2 separate regions of the Mus musculus genome follow, and region 2 is linked to region 1. Evidence: chromatin contacts called from public Hi-C data. All regions are on one chromosome and are shown on one strand. The core of a region is the stretch at or near the end of the contact, and the rest is flanking DNA. Distances in the headings are between cores, read along the strand shown. Region 1 overlaps Sgms1 (sphingomyelin synthase 1). Region 2 has its middle 12 kb from the start of Gm46659.

Evidence for each region. A called contact is a pair of places that touch in the nucleus more often than the background predicts.
Region 2: a contact with region 1 is called in a Hi-C map of Th2 cells, with 2.0 times the contacts expected there. A contact is called at or near these places in 1 of 39 promoter capture datasets (pre-B cells), 13 of 484 Hi-C or Micro-C datasets (B cells, the Ba/F3 cell line, CD4 T cells and 8 more), 1 of 130 datasets of targeted methods (the NIH/3T3 cell line) and 3 of 9 other capture datasets (adipose tissue, embryonic stem cells and pancreatic islet).

What each region holds. Positions count from the first base shown.
Region 1 is chr19:32,326,658-32,330,695 of GRCm38.p6, forward strand. The region is part of intron 2 of Sgms1 (sphingomyelin synthase 1); the gene reads right to left. Among named protein-coding and RNA genes, the nearest start is that of Sgms1, 60 kb to the right of the region's middle.
Region 2 is chr19:32,463,402-32,467,439 of GRCm38.p6, forward strand. It overlaps the pseudogene Rpl9-ps6. Among named protein-coding and RNA genes, the nearest start is that of Gm46659, 12 kb to the right of the region's middle.

The DNA.
Region 1 (4,038 bases), core at 429-2,928:
TATGCAATCAGTCCCATAGTGACTGGGGTTTGAGTTACAGGAATCCACAGGCCCAGCGTTTCTGATTACACTTGTGTATGCTTTGAGTGAAGTCACTGATACTCGATCTCAAATGCCACAAGTGGCCGGGACACCTGCTCCCAAGTGCTCCAGACCAGCTCTCCCCAGATCCTGCCAAAGAACAGCTCTCTGAGAGGCTGAAGAGACCTGGCCTAGGGGAATTAAAAAAAAAAAAAAAAAAAAAAAAGCACCACTCGAGCCTGGGAAACACCAGATATTGGGCCAAGCTCAAGAACCTCTCCTCCAACACAATGCTCTTGGGCCCAAACATGTGCCTGTTCCAGCAATAACAGCACAAACTTTAACTCCACTGTAACCAAACCCTGGAATTAGCAGGAAACTCTGGCTCTCCTGGATCCACCACACAGGACAGACACTCAAAGAGGTGGGAAGGATCTGTCACGTATGAAGCAGGGGGAAAAAAACGCTGCTTCAAGGAAGTGACAGATACAGTTGAACTGTGCACATCACAGGGCAGGAAAAGGGCCAAGATCAGGAAAAGTGAGAGTGGAGCTTCCAAATAAGCAAATCCTGCTGGAAGGGACTTGGGGCTAGGCAAGAAGCTGGGCCCTGGGAGATCCTTTGCATTAAATGCTTCTGATAAAAAACTGCAGCATGTCAAACTCCAGCTGGATGTAGTGACCTGAATTGAGTACACAAGTACTTTTTCTGTGTGCTACTCATTCCACAAAGCTTAACATGGGAAAGCCCACCTTTGGCCGGCTACCTCTGGGGGACAGTTAGGACTTACACGGTTTGGTCCCAGTTCAAGCACAACTGAAGTCAGCTGCCTTATGGAAGACCCATGGCTGTTGGGACTGGCCTGGAACTATTTGTTCTAAGAACACATTTGAAGGTAGAACAATTAAGGACCATGAAAGAATTAAGAGTCAAGAAGAACAATCTCTTGGCTTTACACTGAAGGTTGTGTCCCTGATGGCCACCAGATAGATCGCATTTAACATCAAAACCCAGAATGTTCTTACTGGTGCCCATACACCCAGTTTGTTTAGAGCCCACTCCAAATTCTGTAATTCAAATGTAGCACCAGCCATAGGCAATACATATATATATTGCCTACTGCAACAGAGGACAAGAGAGTAAGAAATATCCATTAGTACAGTATAAAGAAATTAAAAAAATAATAATAAAAAATTAACACCTTTTTACCCTGTTGTTGAAAAAGGGCAGAGTATTAGGGATCATCAGATTAGTAAAAGAAAACAAGAGTAGATCCGTGATGCCCTTGGCCCTTTCCTGACGCTTTCCCACCCTTGCTAGAAGCTGCGTGCCAGTTAGCATCAATGGGGTTTTCTTGAAGGATTTTTTTAGTTAAATCTCTGAAACTTTCCATTGATCTGTTTTTTTATCAGATAACTAAGCCATGTAGATACATACCCAGCCTCTGTCTCCCCTCCCCACCCCTCCCCTTCCTTCTCTTCCTCCTCCTCCTCTTCTCTAAAGCAAGTAGCAGAAACTAGATTGCTGTCAGACACATGCTGGGTGTTCAGAGGCTGTTCCCCGGGTGGGGAGGGTGTGGTCTTGTTTAGGAGCTATGCTCTAAGATGCTGCTTACAGGAAAACAAAGACAGGAGGGAAGTGGGAGGGAAGGAAGAAGGAACAACCACAGGATGGGGAACAAGGCCAGCCTGAACTAGTGAGATCAGACCTTGGGGTAAGGGCTATACCTCAAGCCAGTGTTTCTCACCCTTCCCAGTTGTGCAACCCTTTAATACAGTTCCTTATGCTGTGATGACCCCCAACCATAAAATTATTTTTGTTGCTACTTCATAACTGTAATTTTGCTACTGTTATGAATTGTAATGTAAATATCTGATATGCAAGATACCTGAAAAACACTTCTGTGAAAGGGCTCACGACCCACAGGTTGAAAACCACTGATCTAAGCCAACAGGACAGGTTGACTCATACTTATCCCAGCTGTTCAGGATGTAGGAGGCTTATAGGTTCAAGACCAGTCAAGGCTACAAAGTGAGTTCAAGGCCAGCCAGAGCAACTTAATGAGACTCTGTCTCTAATGAAAACAAACATGGGATTCTAGCTCAGTGGTTCTGCATGTGTCTAGCATGGTCAGGCCCAAGGTCCAATCCCCAGGACAGCACACAGACAACAAAAGTGCCCATTCTGCTACAAGGCCTCTTGTGCTGCCTCTAAGCAGATGACAGTAACAAGCATGTAGGCAGCACTAAATCCTCCTACAGCTGCATGTTCAGAGCAGACACTGGGCAAGGACTGGGGAAGCTACCTTTATGTTGTTTACACCATCTGCATAAGTGGTCAAGGGGCACAGACTTGTGAGCCAACCCACAGATGAATCAGAATTCCAGTTCCACCACTGGGAGAATAGAATAACGCACCTCTCATTCCTTCCTTTCTGCCATGAGCTACTGAGTCCTGGGAATGACACGGGCTCTATGCCTTCACCTCTGTTTGGCCCAGAAACCTTCACCCTCTTCCTTGGGGAGCAATTTTAGAAGCTGATGTGATGACGTTCCATGTCTGAGCTGTTTGGGCTGGGGATTAATACTAGCGTGAGGAGGCTCACGATTTTCTCTGTATAGTCCTGGCTGTCCTGGAACTCACTCTGTAGACCAGGCTGGCCTCGAACTCAGAAATTCACCTGCCTCTGCCTCCCGAGTGCTGGGACTAAAGGCATGTGCCACTACACCCGGCTGACATAACACTTTCAAAGGTAAGAATGGAGAACATTCCAAATGATGACCCATGAACCTAAAGGAAACCAAACAACAAGGCAGGTTAGTTTGACCCATGTAGCAATGGTGTTAAGGTTTTTACTAAGTTACGTAGAAATCCAGATTTCCATGAAAACTGGAAAACTGGACAATCTGTCACAGGCACTTCCCCACCAGGGCTACTTCCTGGCAATGAGAAACAGGCTCTAAGTGGCATCTGCTCTAGTTAGAGGGGACATCAGGCTCCCTGGCATGTGACACATTCAGTCCCCGATGTTACCTGTCTTCTGACACTTGTCGCCAGCTTGTGTTGCCCTCCAGCCTGGAAGGATCCCAGTTTGGGATTCTTGTTTTCGACACATCAGAAAAGACAAAACATAAACACACAGGCACATGGACTTCAAATGATTTTCAAACATGCTTTTCCATGGAGGAGAAGAGGGGAGAGAGTCACATCCTCAGCCAGCACACGTCTCCTAGAGCTTGCATTTTCCAGAAACAGGCAACTTTTACATCTCTGTATATTGTTCATTTAATGTATTGTTTAAAAGTTTCAAGATCTGACAAGATGCTAGGCCTTTGTTCATTCATATTGCTGCCTCATGGGTGTTGTAAGTTGTTTGAGAACATTTGCCCAGCTCACTAGAAAAGGAAGCAACTAGGGTAAAAACCTCAGAAGCATTTCAACTGTTTTTGCCTGGACCGCCACACCCTCAAATATGCACAATCCTGATTTGTAAGCAGAGAGTATTAGGAGGATTGAGGCAACGTATCTGAAGCATCGCCTCTACATGTATCTGTTCCTTTCAGCCTTTGCACACAAGGCAAGTGGAAACCCTGACAAGTGGAAACCCTGACATGTAGACCTGAATGAGGATAAAAAGCAGTGGCTACTCAATAATGCTTTACAACCATGGAACTGCTTAGAAACAGGAAGGAGAAAATGAAGAACCAGCATGCCAAAGACACAATCTTCTTTCTCAGCCAACGGGAACCATCAGGACACTTTGGTCTCTTTTCTCCACTTCCTCCACCCATGTAAGAATTTCCTTCCTTCCTTCCTCATCAAAGGCACGTCATTACAACTAGACACCACTGCCCTCCGAATGGCAACTCTGCAGCTCATCTTCCTAAAACTCTCCCCAAAGTAAAGGCTGGCTTTAAAAAAGAAATTAAAATAGTAAATCCAAACTTGTATTTACATTCCAGAGACTGTACCCACCTCCCCTCTACACACAGGAAAAAACTCAATGTGGAAGGATTT
Region 2 (4,038 bases), core at 745-3,244, 140 kb after region 1:
ATAGAAGCTTCTTGCAGTAGATCGTAGTTAACACAGAGACACAACTGGGCGGCTTTGAACACCCGGCCATAAATGAGATTTTTTTTTTTTTGAGACAGGGTTTCTCTGTGTAGCCCTGGCTGTCCTGGAACTCACTCTGAAGACTAGGCTGGCCTCGAACTCAGAAATCTACCTGCCTCTGCCTCCCAAGTGCTGGGATTAAAGGCGTGCGCCACCACCACCCAGCAAATGAGATATTTTTATCACCTGTCTCCTCAAGGCTCAAAGATCCATGTGGAAGAGAAGGCAGAAAGAGTGTAGGAGCCAGAGTGTGGATGGGACCAAGGAAACAGCATCTTTCAGACACAGCAAGACAGATATGCTCACAGAGATAGACAATGTGCACATTTGATATCTACTGGGAGAGGGGAAATCGGTTTGTTCAAATGGAGAGTCACTGGTATATCAACCATCCTCCAGAGTAGCCCAGGCCCAAGAGCTGTTGGCCAACACAAAATGGACTCCATGTTTTTGCTGTGGCTTTTTCTTTTTCTTTTTTTCCTTCCTTTCTCCCTCCCTCTCCCTTCCTTTTGCCTCACTGGATTTCTATTTTCTATTCTGTTTATTTTCTTTTGAGGGAGAGAGGAAAGGGAGAAAATGGCAGGCGTTGTGTGGATGGAGATGTGAGAAGAATCTGGAAAAACTTGGAGAGGAGAAAAAAATATGTTCAAAACATACTGTTTGAGAAAATAAGTACATAAATAAGTCCCATATTCTATTTCTTTTCTGTTGGAACACAGTCCAAGAATGGAGATTTGTGAGATCTCTGAATGGTTGTGAGAAAACTCCAAGAAATCAGAATACAAGTCTTGTAACCTCGGATTCTTCTGAACATGGAAGTGTTCTTGGGTTATGTTTTCATGCTCCTCCCAGGTGTAAAAGATAGGAGCAAGTTTGCTTTAGTTGTTATTCTTGTGCCTCTATGGGAAAAATATTTCCCTCGTGATTGCACACTTTACTCAGGTGACTCTTCTTAACTCTCAGAGTATAACTTGTCCGATGCTCTGAATAAAGCATGAGTTGAGTCCACCTCGTCTTTTAGATCCCACTCTACCATTCATGCCACCAACTAGAGCAGTAAACACTTTTCCCCAAGATACTCCCAGTATTTCTATTCTAGAGGACGCTTTTTTGATTATTTTATTATAATGAAATTAAGTATATGTGTGTGCCTGTGGGGAGTGGGCTCATGTGCACAGGAGTCAGGTGCCCACTGAGGCAGAGCTGTCAGATCTCCTGGAGCTGGGTTACAGGTGGCTGTGAGATGCTTGACATAGGTGCAGGAACTCAAACTCAGGTCTTCTGGAAGAGTAACATGTACTCTTAAGCACTGCGCCCTCTCTCCAGTCATTATCAACATGCTTGCTCTGCAATGCCTGTCTTCTATAGTCACTTAAATCTATTCTTACCCCAGAAGCTAGCTATTCAGATTATAGTCTATTTTTTTTAATGCATGCAGAGTAAGCTGGGGCTTTGCTAAGATTTAACAAATTCAAATTGTATGAAGCTTTCATAACTCTGTCATTCACTCTTCTGAAACAAAGTTTTCATCCTCTGAGATGTTTCTATTCAAGTGCTTTTCCCCAGTGAGCCTGGGCTATAGCTCAGTGGTACTGCAGTTGCTCGGCATGTGTGATGTCCTGGGTTAAATCCCAGGAATGGGGGTAGGGAGTGGGATTACAACTACCTGCCTGGCTTTGAGGCTGACCCAACTGAGGTGACAAGGGAATGAAGGGCATACATGTGTACATAAAGATTGTGATTAGCTGGGCAATGTGCTGTAATAGAGACACCATCAGCCTAAGAATTCAGCTCATGTGTGTGTGTGTGTGTGTGTGTGTGTGTGTGTGTGTGTGTGTGTGTGTGTGTGTATGCGCGCACACACTGCTGATCCTGGAGGTGGGTTTACAGTACAAGGTTGAACAAAGAGGTGAGGTTATATGTACAGCTGAATGGGGAGGATGTGGGCCAGCTTATCTCAGTAGGAGGAGCAGTTTCAGGCTGCAGTCATCAGAGGCTGTGGGTGATAGTTTCTGCATATGCCACTTTAGCTAAATGTCAATCCTCCTTAACATCCGTGGACCAGGAGGCTCTGCCACTGAAGCCTGACCCAAAGAAGGCTTTGCCACCCCCGTGGGTGTGAAGCACTGAGAGCCTTGATGTGGCTGTGCTCATATCACAGCACATGCTCACTGAGGATTCATCCCACAAAACATAGTATTTTCCTTTGTCTTTATGTTTGACTCGTTTTTTTTTGTTGTTGTTGTTGCTGTGGTTGCTCTGAGATAGGGTCTCACTATGTAGCTCAGGCTGACTCTGAACTCAGTGAATCCCCTGCCTCCGTCTCCTGAGTACTGAGCTTACAGGCAAGAACAATCAGGCTTTCTTACTTGCCTTTATGCTACACATTTTTACTAACATTTCTTTTTTTTTTTTTTTTTTTTCAATATATAAGTCTTTTATTCTCCCAAAAGAGCCCAAATTGTTCATGTGGTCAGGATCTCGTTTCTGGGGCCAGGAACTGAGGCCTCCTCACTCGTCAGCCTGCTGCACAGTTCCCTTCTCAGACACATAGATGCCGTCCAAAAACTTCCTGATATCCTTGTTTTTAACTGTTGTGGCTTGCTGAATCAGGGCAGCTGAATTTGAAACAAGTTCAATGTCATTTCCTTCAAGGATTAACTCATCCTTCTGGGCTTGAGAGACAGAACAAGCCACACCTGTCCTCATCCGAACCCTGCGGATGTATTTTTCACCCAAGAAATTTCGGATTTCAACCAAAGAGCCATTCTCCTGGATGACGACGTTGATGGGGAAGTGAGCGTACACAGACCGCATCTTGTATTGGAAGCCCAGCGTGACACCCTTGATCATGTTCTGAACATGACTGCAGATGGTCCTGACGGTGGCCAGTTCCTTTCTGTTACCCCACCATTTGTCAACCCGGAGCCTTTTCTTCTTCTTCCCAAGAAGACTCAGCTCCACGTTGATGTGATTGAAGTCCCTCCGCAGAGTCCCCCTGGGGCCCTTCACAATGACTGTGCGCCCCTTCAGAGTGATTTCGACATTCTCTGGAATGTCCACAGTCTGATTGCTGAGAATGGTCTTCATCCTCGCAGTAGATGGGGCAAAGAGCCTAACATTTCTTTATGGAAGAATTATGAAACTGTTAGCAGAAGAAGCCATTGATATGTTAGATAATTAGGATAAAGAATCGAGGTAATTTTAGAGTTTTACTTTGATGAAACAGACTTACCCACGTGATAAGACTAGGCATTAAGGTGTTCTGAATCTCTATATATTCAGATTTAATTTTAGAAAAATTATGATCATGGATTATTCATCAGCCAAATAAAATGATAAATTACCTTCCTCCCCAGTCAACTGTATTACTTCATTTTCCATGACGTGAATTTTAATGTAATTCAGAGCAGCTTTATTCTCAGAGGCATTTGCAGTACCTCTTCTTACGAGAGCCAAAAGCCCCACCAGAACTCTCATTTTTATTATAAACTCCAAACCATCAATAAGAGCCAATCAGTAAGGCTGGGTCTGTGTCTCAGAGGCAGAGTATTTGTCTAACATGTAAAATCACTGAGCTCAATGCAACCCAAAAGAGCAAAACATTAACAAAAGTTTAGAAGAGGAAAACACACATGCATATTTTTAACTAGTCTGTAATCATCAAAAGGAGAAAATAACATCCTGTGCACAGATAAGACAGAACTGGGTATTTTAAACACACAATGTTAAAATGGGAAAAATCTTTGCACCTAGAAGGCGAGACAACATGTTAACTATTATTGACGGATAACCCTTTTCTTCAAAGAGATATTTTCTTCTAAGGGAGAAGTGGGTACCTGGACTCAGTCAGGGGTCTTGTGAATGCTGAGCATATTGGGCCTCTAAAGGTGCACGTCCATCACGGAAGATTGGAAATCAAAATATGCAGTCATTCTTACTGGAATCTTAGTTGAATGGATTTTTACTGCATTTCAT